Linked DNA regions of Zea mays: regions 2 and 3 are each linked to region 1. Evidence: chromatin contacts called from public Hi-C data. All regions are on one chromosome and are shown on one strand. The core of a region is the stretch at or near the end of the contact, and the rest is flanking DNA. Distances in the headings are between cores, read along the strand shown.

What was found. Hi-C and Micro-C count contacts between places; a contact is called where the count stands out from the background.
Region 2: a contact with region 1 is called in a Hi-C map of leaf, with 5 times the contacts expected there. The contact joins the promoter of LOC100501413 here to the promoter of LOC100279201 in region 1. A contact is called at or near these places in 4 of 25 Hi-C or Micro-C datasets (endosperm, leaf and tassel) and 1 of 3 datasets of contacts at active chromatin or transcription factors (leaf).
Region 3: a Hi-C map of leaf shows a contact between it and region 1, with 4 times the contacts expected there. The contact joins the enhancer-like site here to the promoter of LOC100279201 in region 1. A contact is called at or near these places in 2 of 25 Hi-C or Micro-C datasets (leaf and tassel).

What each region holds. Positions count from the first base shown.
Region 1 is chr3:114,961,523-114,964,327 of Zm-B73-REFERENCE-NAM-5.0, forward strand. It overlaps LOC100279201 (Cytoplasmic tRNA 2-thiolation protein 2), which reads right to left and starts at 1,353. Exons shown (of 7, transcript NM_001152225.1): 1 at 1,015-1,353. The coding sequence starts at 1,313. It overlaps LOC103650438, which reads left to right and starts at 2,391. Exons shown (of 3, transcript XM_020550868.3): 1 at 2,391-2,805. The coding sequence starts at 2,473.
Region 2 is chr3:114,824,103-114,826,907 of Zm-B73-REFERENCE-NAM-5.0, forward strand. It overlaps LOC100501413 (Cyclin-D5-1), which reads right to left and starts at 1,329. Exons shown (of 5, transcript NM_001196135.1): 1 at 838-1,329; 2 at 670-756; 3 at 276-579; 4 at 14-150. The coding sequence starts at 1,146.
Region 3 is chr3:115,095,497-115,098,301 of Zm-B73-REFERENCE-NAM-5.0, forward strand. It overlaps LOC103652124 (kinesin-like protein KIN-12F), which reads right to left. Exons shown (of 37, transcript XM_008677771.3): 35 at 2,732-2,797; 36 at 2,542-2,661; 37 at 1,873-2,304. The coding sequence ends at 2,173. Among protein-coding and RNA genes, the nearest start is that of LOC103652124, 14 kb to the right of the region's middle. Within about 2 kb of position 1,470, at least 18 of the 20 cell types and tissues checked have an H3K27ac peak or open chromatin away from gene starts, as enhancers often do. A contact at or near this core is called in leaf and tassel, where this site is marked.

The DNA of each region.
Region 1 (2,805 bases), core at 103-2,602:
CGCTGGATAGTTCAATTTTGCACTATCCAGCGACAACTAAAACGAAACGGAGGGAGTAATAGTTAATTTTTCAAATGTTCTTTTGTCACAGCCTTAAACTTACTATGTCATTGATATTCGTGGTGGCTTAGATCTTGAATGTTTTCAAAATCAATGTGCATACCAAGCAATTCGCAAGGGCAAGTAAGCCAAGTTTAATCTCTACTCGAAAGGATAGTAGTAAAATTGTTGGTTCCACAGCATTGCTAATGCAGTTTGGTTCTTTGTGTTTTTTTCAGGCCCTGTTTGGTTCCTTTAGTCACTAGACTAAAGTTTAGTCGCTAAAGCAACCCGTTTGGTTCCGGTGACTAAACCGGACTAAAGAGCATTAATTGTTGTGAATAATGACTGTATTACCCCTATTAATTAGTGAATGTTTGCTGCAGGAAGTTAGTGGAGAGGGCAAATAAGATAAAAATCCTACTTTAGTCCCTTTTAGTCACCCCCTTGGCGACTAAAGAAGTAAGTCACCCCATTTTAGTCACCATGTTTACTTCTTTAGGGACTAAAAGTAACTAAACTTCGGTCACTAAACTTTAGTCACCCCAAACCAAACGGTGCCTCAATGTACACAATTTTGTTCGGATCTCTTTCTATAAACCACCAACTATATAATACATTTTCCAATTTGATATTTCCTCTGGTAAAACACTATTCTATAATCAAGCCACTGTATGTTGTCCAGACTCCAAGACGAACATGAACTCTGAATATAGAGACTAAAATTTATTCAAAAATTAAACTTTTATACTTATACATATCCTAATACAAATGATAAAATGTGAATTTAGCACCATGGCGGCAGCGCGCAGGTGCGCGCAGCAGTTACTAGTATATATATGATGGGCATGTGCATTGATGATCATTTTCTTTTTTGCGAGGTGCTGTGTATTGATCTCTCGTCACCGTGCACGGTTTTTCGCAAATTACCCGGTAGAGAGAACTGGGGGAAGGAACAGGGAGAAGTGGGGGAACCTGGAGGCGGGACCGCCGGAGAAGGCGAGGAGGACGGCGTCTGTGGGGCGCACCATGGCGTTGCTCGTGACGGAGAGCTTGAACTTGCCGAAGAGGTGAGCCCGGAAGCAGCCGGCGCACATGCCGACGCCGCCGGCCACCGCGACGGCCGCGCCGCCGCCGTCGCACTTGCCGCACGCGGCGGCGGCGGAGGCGGTCGAAAGGCGTCCCATGCTCTCCACCAGAGCATCCTCCTGGCCGCCCGCGGAGGAGGACGAGGAGCACTGCGGCCCGCAGCCGGCGCCGCCGCAGGCTGCCATGGCGGGCGCGAGGAGAGGGGGACCGGAGACGTGGGTCTACTAGGGGTTTGGGAATTGGGAATTTGGGATTCCTTGATTCTCGGCTTCTCGCCTCACGTGCGTCGGTGCGTGTGCGGAACGGTTGTCGGCCTTCGTTTTGGGCCCATCTGGAGCTGGGCTGCCCAAATAAGGCCGAACTAAGCCCAAGATGATAGACACGTGTTGTTTTCGTCAATTATTACTAGGTTAGTGCCTCGGAAACATATAACTATCATGATAACTTATATATAAATGTGTTATATTTTTATGAGAAAATATTTTTTAATCCATTGGTGATCTTGGCTATACATATAAACTTTGTTATTTTAATCTACATGTTTCATCACTACATTGCAACCATCAATATCATGCAGACCTATATATATGATAGTTAGGTGTCTGTACGTTGCGACGACTCACAAATTAGTAATAAAACGCGAGTGCACAACAATTACATGAAAACAAACAATATATCGACAATCGTACACTAATCTATTTCTTTGTAGAGATATTGATAAGTCTTTGTTGTATGTTTGCATGAAGCATTGAGTTGTATCTATTTGCATAATGTGGTTTGTTTAGGGGAAATGATAGAATATGTAGTTCTTACATTATAATTGCGAGTTAATTGTGCTATTTTCAGGTGCACTATGGAACGGATTTGTGGTTTTTTGGTTCCTGATTGCTACTGCTCTGGTTCTGGAGTAAAATCGATTAATTTCCTGCCTTTTCTGGTTCAGCATTGCAGTATCATTGCAAGACTTTTTTCCATGTCCTGTCATATTTTCCTGTTCCAAAACCATACACACTCTGCTGTATAGCTTGGATGAAAATCACTCAAGGGTATCTCCATCACTTAAAGGTGTTTAACTTTGGATTTGTGCATATGGTTTATCCCTGCTCAGGTTTATTACGATAAATGGTGATTAGTGGCACTATATCATATGCATGACTTCAGCTTGTTCCTAAATTCACTTTCTCAAGTCTCACCAATTTTCTTCATGTGAACCTTTTGCAGAGTAGATCATGCTCACTTGAAGGTTCAGTAAAGTTGAAGAACCTATTTGGATACTCTGAGACCTGGGATGCATCAGGCGCTCTTGAATTAGATAAGACAACAGAACTAAGTGTCGGAGTCCAAATGCCTAGGATCGGAGCAATACCAACTCCCCTGATGGCTAGAATATCGTTTGTGTCTGACGACTGGTTAAAGTCCTCACTCAAAGAACACCTGATGGGCGTTTCTGTCGACTTGCTCTCCACCATGAACCACAACATTACTTACAATTTGGCATGGAGAAAATTAACTGATCCAACACGCATGCCATCCAATTCTGCACAAGAGGAATTAGGACATAACCTTTTGTCCTCTATTAAGTACGCGTACAAGGTTGACCGAAGGGACTCAAGCATAAGACCTGCACGCGGATATGCTTTTATGTCGACTTCTCAAGTTGGAGGGCTTGCACCAGAG
Region 2 (2,805 bases), core at 79-2,578, 140 kb before region 1:
GCAAGTGACTCACCTTCTCAATAAGACAAGATGGAGAAAGGTAGCTCATCTTGGAATCGAGTGCTTCTTTGGTCAGTAGAGGTCCATAGGTTGCAGCCAAGATTGCAGCTGCAGCCACAGTGGACGGCCTGTGATCAAGCACGCTACCAGCTGCACGAATAGTCCAACACCGAGCAGACCAGACAGTCAGAGCAATGCACGCAAGACAGATCACTAGGTGTCAGACAAGAGAGAGAGATTAATAAAAAAAAGATTCGATTTTGATGTGTATGAACCTTCAGCCGTGGCAAAGATGAAACCGATGGCCTTGTGGGCGACGTGGCCGCCGGCGCCGGCGCCGCCGTGCGGGTGGACCCGGGAGGAGAAGCAGGGGAGGAAGTCCAAGGGCGTGACGGCGCCCATGCGCCATCCGAGCGTGGACAGCACCAGCAGCTCCATCCGCCGGATGGACGCCGAGTCGAAATCGTAGCCGCCGGCGTGGAACTCCGACAGCGCCGGCACCTGGCACTCCTCCATCTTGGCGGCCACGGACACGCACGCCACGGACAGCAGCTGCGCCGCCCACGGCATCGCCTCCCTCTGCAGTTACCATTGCAATGCCTGGCGTGATTCGCGCGCCCCCAAAAGCAGAGGCTTTTTTTATAAAAAAAGGCGGCGCGGATAGAATACATCGACGCGTCGCCGGAGGAGGAAGCTATCGAAGTAGGCGATGGCGAGGTACGCCGTCCGGTGGCCGAAGCCGAAGCACCCGCGGGTCTGCAATAGCGAATGATGCAATCAGTTGCCACGCCAACCTGATGCCGTCAAGGAGCTAGAGCTAAGCTAATCGTGACTCACTTCAAGAATCCACTTGACGGCGGCGAGGCGAGCTTGCCGAAACCACTCCTCAGAGGCGAGCGAGGGGTATTCTTCGTCTCCTTCGCCGTCGCCGTCGCAGTCCGCGGCTGAGTCGGAGGAGGAGCAGAGGCTGGTCTCCTTAAACACCAGCTGCTCCAAATACTCCTCTTCCTCCTCTTCGCCGGCATTGTAGAGCGGGAGGAACTCGTCGTCGTCTACGACGCCGTTGCCGAGGTCGGCGCAGTCTTCCTCGCAGGTCAGCGAGAAACCGCGCTCCGACCAGTCATCCACCGCCGCCACCGGCATCATCTCGTCAGACGTGTCACCACGCTTATAGTCGATTAGTTACGGCGCACGTCGAGCAAGAAGCAAGAAGCCAAGAACCATGCGTGAGGGGCGCGAGCTCTGAAATATCTGATGGTATGGTGGTCGGCGGCGAGGTGGCGGCGGCGGCGACGACGGCGGCGGCCGTGGAAGAGGCCGACGTGATGGCGAGAGTGAGATGGCAACCGAAGCCTCCTCCGGTCCTCCCCTATTTAACTGGTTCCAGCATTTTAACCGCTCATGTTATCTGCTGCTTTAATCCACTTGCTTAGATTTTTACAATATTTTATTTTTATAGATTACAACGGCATCAGTTCAAACAGCTTTAATTTAGTGGCAGCGTAGTGTATTCGTTTGGCTTTAATCTATACTAGCTTTGTTGGAGACCAAAAGTGTCTCGCGGGTCCAGACAGTCCGCGGTGGTAGCGCGGACGGTCCGCGCGTGCGCAGAGTCAGTTATAGTTTCTAGTTTCTCGCGGGATTTGTTACCTAAAACCTCGGGATTAACTCGGAAATCAGTTTGAAGCGGATCCAGACCTCCCCTTTATATAGATGAAGGGCTACGGCCGATTAAACCCCCCAACAATCGAACAAATCAAGTCTATTTCTCGTTTTTCCCATACGCATTAGGAATAGTTCTAGTCTAGTTCTAGGTTAGCTTCTCAATCCTCAAATCCTCCGCTTCTCTTCGACTCTACGTCGATTAGAAGAGTCTAGGTCGGCCTGCCGAGCCTAGACAACTCCTAGGATCTCTCCTCCCCGACGGGATCCCTAGCTCCCGGGAGCGAGATCCAGGCGCCGTCGGCGACCTTTCGCCGCCCCCTGCGCACGCGCGGACCGTCCGGCCCTAGGGCACGGACCGTCCGGCCGTTAGGCAGGGAACGTCAGCCTCTGTTCCAGGTCGCGGACCGTCCGGTCCCTGGTCGCGGACCGTCCGCTCCTGTGCAGAGAGCACCGCCGCCGGTTCTTGTTGAGTGTTTGGCGCCCGAAAAAGGTGTCAACATACTTTTGGCGACTCCGCTGGGGAAAGGTGTTTAGATCTACTAAAAATCAGGCCCTCAAATGGCCGGTTCTAAAGATCACACTGATATCTCCCCGGACAATATCCTGAAGCCGGCTGTTGAAAGTCTGACGGCCGATGAGCAACAACAATACGATGACTACATGCGTCAAGCGAAGGAGAAATTCTTATCACAATACACAGTGGATCGCCACCAGAAAGTTGTCAAACATGGAGAGACCGACGTCGCATCTCTTCTATCTTCGCTTCAAGTCCCCAATGTAAGTACATCTGACGACATCCAATCTATTAAACAGTATGTAGATCATCAGCAGAATCAAATGAAACAACAGATTGGAGGGTTAGAAGAGTCAATTAGAAAATTAACACGTACATTGGAGAAGTCTGTTGCTCCTAGTTTTCCATCATATGAGACTAGTAATAGGATATCCATGTCTAATACATCGGCAACAAATGGGGATTTACAGCCCCAACCATTATATGGTATGCCGATGAACTCATATCCAGGGCAAGTACCACCACCGCCGTCCCTGCTTGGCAGATCGGCGCCCCTAAACATAGTCGGACCATCCGAGCTTCTGCCCGGACCGTCCGGCCCATATGCGGACCGTCCGGCTTGCTCT
Region 3 (2,805 bases), core at 220-2,719, 130 kb after region 1:
CCACCTATGACCAAAGGCGTCAACCTCTACACAAAGCAAGGAAAAAGACGCAAGGTCAAAGCACATATAATCGGCTGATCAAAGCCGATCCTACTTTTGATCAGTTGCTCTCCAAAAATACTAGCAAAAAGACTGTTCCACGTGATCGGTCAACAAATAAACCCCGGTCACCTGCTAAAACAAAACGGTCAAACAAAACGAACCGAAAGGCGACACAACAAGCATCGCCTATTCATTCTATGAGACCAGGGTACTTTCCACCTATTTACTCATCGTCGGTATATTATCCTGTTCAAACATGGAATGGCATGACGATGAATCCATGGTACATGTATAGTCCCTTTGTCTATCCAGGCTGGGGGGCACCTCCATTCTATTCATTTTGATCCATTGATCAAATGGTCATGGCCGAGAAAGATACAATCCAAAACGGCCTTTATACATTGGTGCTTTATTGAATGATCTCTATTTTGAAAAGCCGATGACTTACATCAGGTTTAGTTCATATGCTTTTGGTTCGTCAAACTGCACCAAAAGGCAGGGGGGCATATGTTGAAGGCTAAAATGAGCCTGGCGGACGGTCCGGCCCTGAGGCCGGACGGTCCGTGGTCCGGACTGTCCGCGGTGGTGGCGCGGACGGTCCGCGCGCGCGCAGAGTCAGTTAGGGTTCCTAGTTTCTCGCGGGATTTGTTACCTAAAACCGCGGGATTGACTCGGGAAACAGTTGGAAACGGATCCAGACCTCCCCCTTTATATAGATGAAGGGCTACGGCCGATTGAACCCCCAACAATCGAACAAATCAAGTCTATTACTCGTTTTTACCTTATGCATTAGGAGTAGTTCTAGTCTAGTTCTAGTTTAGCCCTAGTTTAGTATTTCCAATCCCCAAATTCTCCGTCTCTCCTCGACTTTACGTCGATTAGAGGAGTCTAGATCGGTCTGCCCGAGCCTAGACAACTCCTAGGATCTCTCCTCCCCGACGGGGTCCCTCCCGGGAGCGAGATCCAGGCACCGTCGGCGATCTACCGCCGCCCCTGCGCACGCGCGGACCGTCCGGCCCTAGGGCGCGGACCGTCCGGCCGTCAGGCAGGGAATTCTTGCTCCTGCACCAGGTCGCGGACCGTCCGGCCCTGTACCGCGGACCGTCCGCGTCTGACCAGAGAGCACCGCTGCCTCGCACCAGGCCGCGGACCGTCCGGCCCCTGCGCGTGGACCGTCCGCCCCTGTGCAGAGGGCACCGCCGCCGGTTCTTCTTGAGTAATTGGCGCTCCGAAAAAGCGTCAACAGGGGCAAAAAAATCTCTTCGAGGTTTTATATTGGGGAGGCGTGGAATCCGACAATTGATCCATACGCGAATCACAGACGGTCGCAACAGATTTCTATTGCGACGATTCGTCTAGGTGGACCCCGCCATACAGCCACCGTGCGGCTACGCGGGAGGGCATGAGCGGCTGCCGCTCGGGCCCACCAGTCGGCGCCAACTCTCCCAGGTTGGGCTAGCGTCGCGTGAGGTATATTGGGCCACCATAGGGGTTGCGGCCTAGGTAAGAGTTTTTTCTTTTTCTTTTTTTTCTTTCCTTGTTTCTATTTCCTATTTTTGTTCTAGTTTAAATATCCAATTCCAAATTCAAATCCCAGTTTAACCGTTCACATATAAATGCAACAGCCAAGATTATCAGCATGAATACATATTTGTTTTATTTAATTATTTATTAATTGCTTTATTCAGGCCTTGTATTTGTTGAGATGCTAAAAAATAAACAAAATCGCTCAAACACTTTGTCTAAAGGGTTACTTTATTTCTCAAATCTTTGGGTATTACACCACCCCATCTATAGCAGATTGATTCTTCAAACCAAACACCCCTAAAAGAACTGCATAAACATGGCACTGCTTTGATTGCATGTGTATTCCAATTTTTAAGTCCTGCTGTACATTAGAAGAAAGAAAACGACAGACGAAGAGAGAAGACAAGTGTTGAATGGAACTGCATCAAGTACACACACGGTATATATATTGTACAGCAGATATATATAAAATCAGCAAAGGGAGATTGTTGGACTGAACTAATCCTCCCTAAGCAGCCCGGCTGCACTAGAATAGTTACACGGAATGTGTTATGTACGTACTAATGTACACTAGCTTCTCGGCGATGTATCCGTCCGCTTGTGTCATCGGAAGGACGAAATGCTTGGCGATGTGTCCGGACTGGGCGATGTCAGATTGCCCTTCGCCCCTGTGCGCAGAGACGACGAGTTGCTCCGGAGCTCGCACAGGCGGGCCTTTTCACGCACTAGTTTGCACTGCATACGTCGCAATTGTAAAGGAATCGGTCGCATGAAAACAGGGAGATACTATATGAAATTGACTTCCAGACTTCAAAGTGGATATATAAACCAGGCAAAGAAAGAAGACTCCACACCAATATAAAGATTTAACCAGTTCAATTCAGAAACGAACTACCGCATCATTACCCACCAAATACGAAGAGAAATTCAAATAACTCAATGACAAAAAAAAAAGAGTTACCACATCGTTACCTTTAGATTTAGATCCTCAACTTGGCCTTCCAAAGAAGCGATACGGCACTGGAGCTGATCCAAGCACTCCGATGCTTTCAAAAGAGTAGCGTCAGATTCTGAGTCCGAAACTCCAGCGACCTGTACAGCAGCAGCAGGGTTAGTGTGCCTAGCCTTGTGAATCTACCGAACCAGTATTCAAGTATACCACCTTCAGAATGCTGGAGCATAGGCTTGATAGGTTTTCCGCCAGCTGGCTTCTATCTCGTTCGCTCTCCTGCTCAC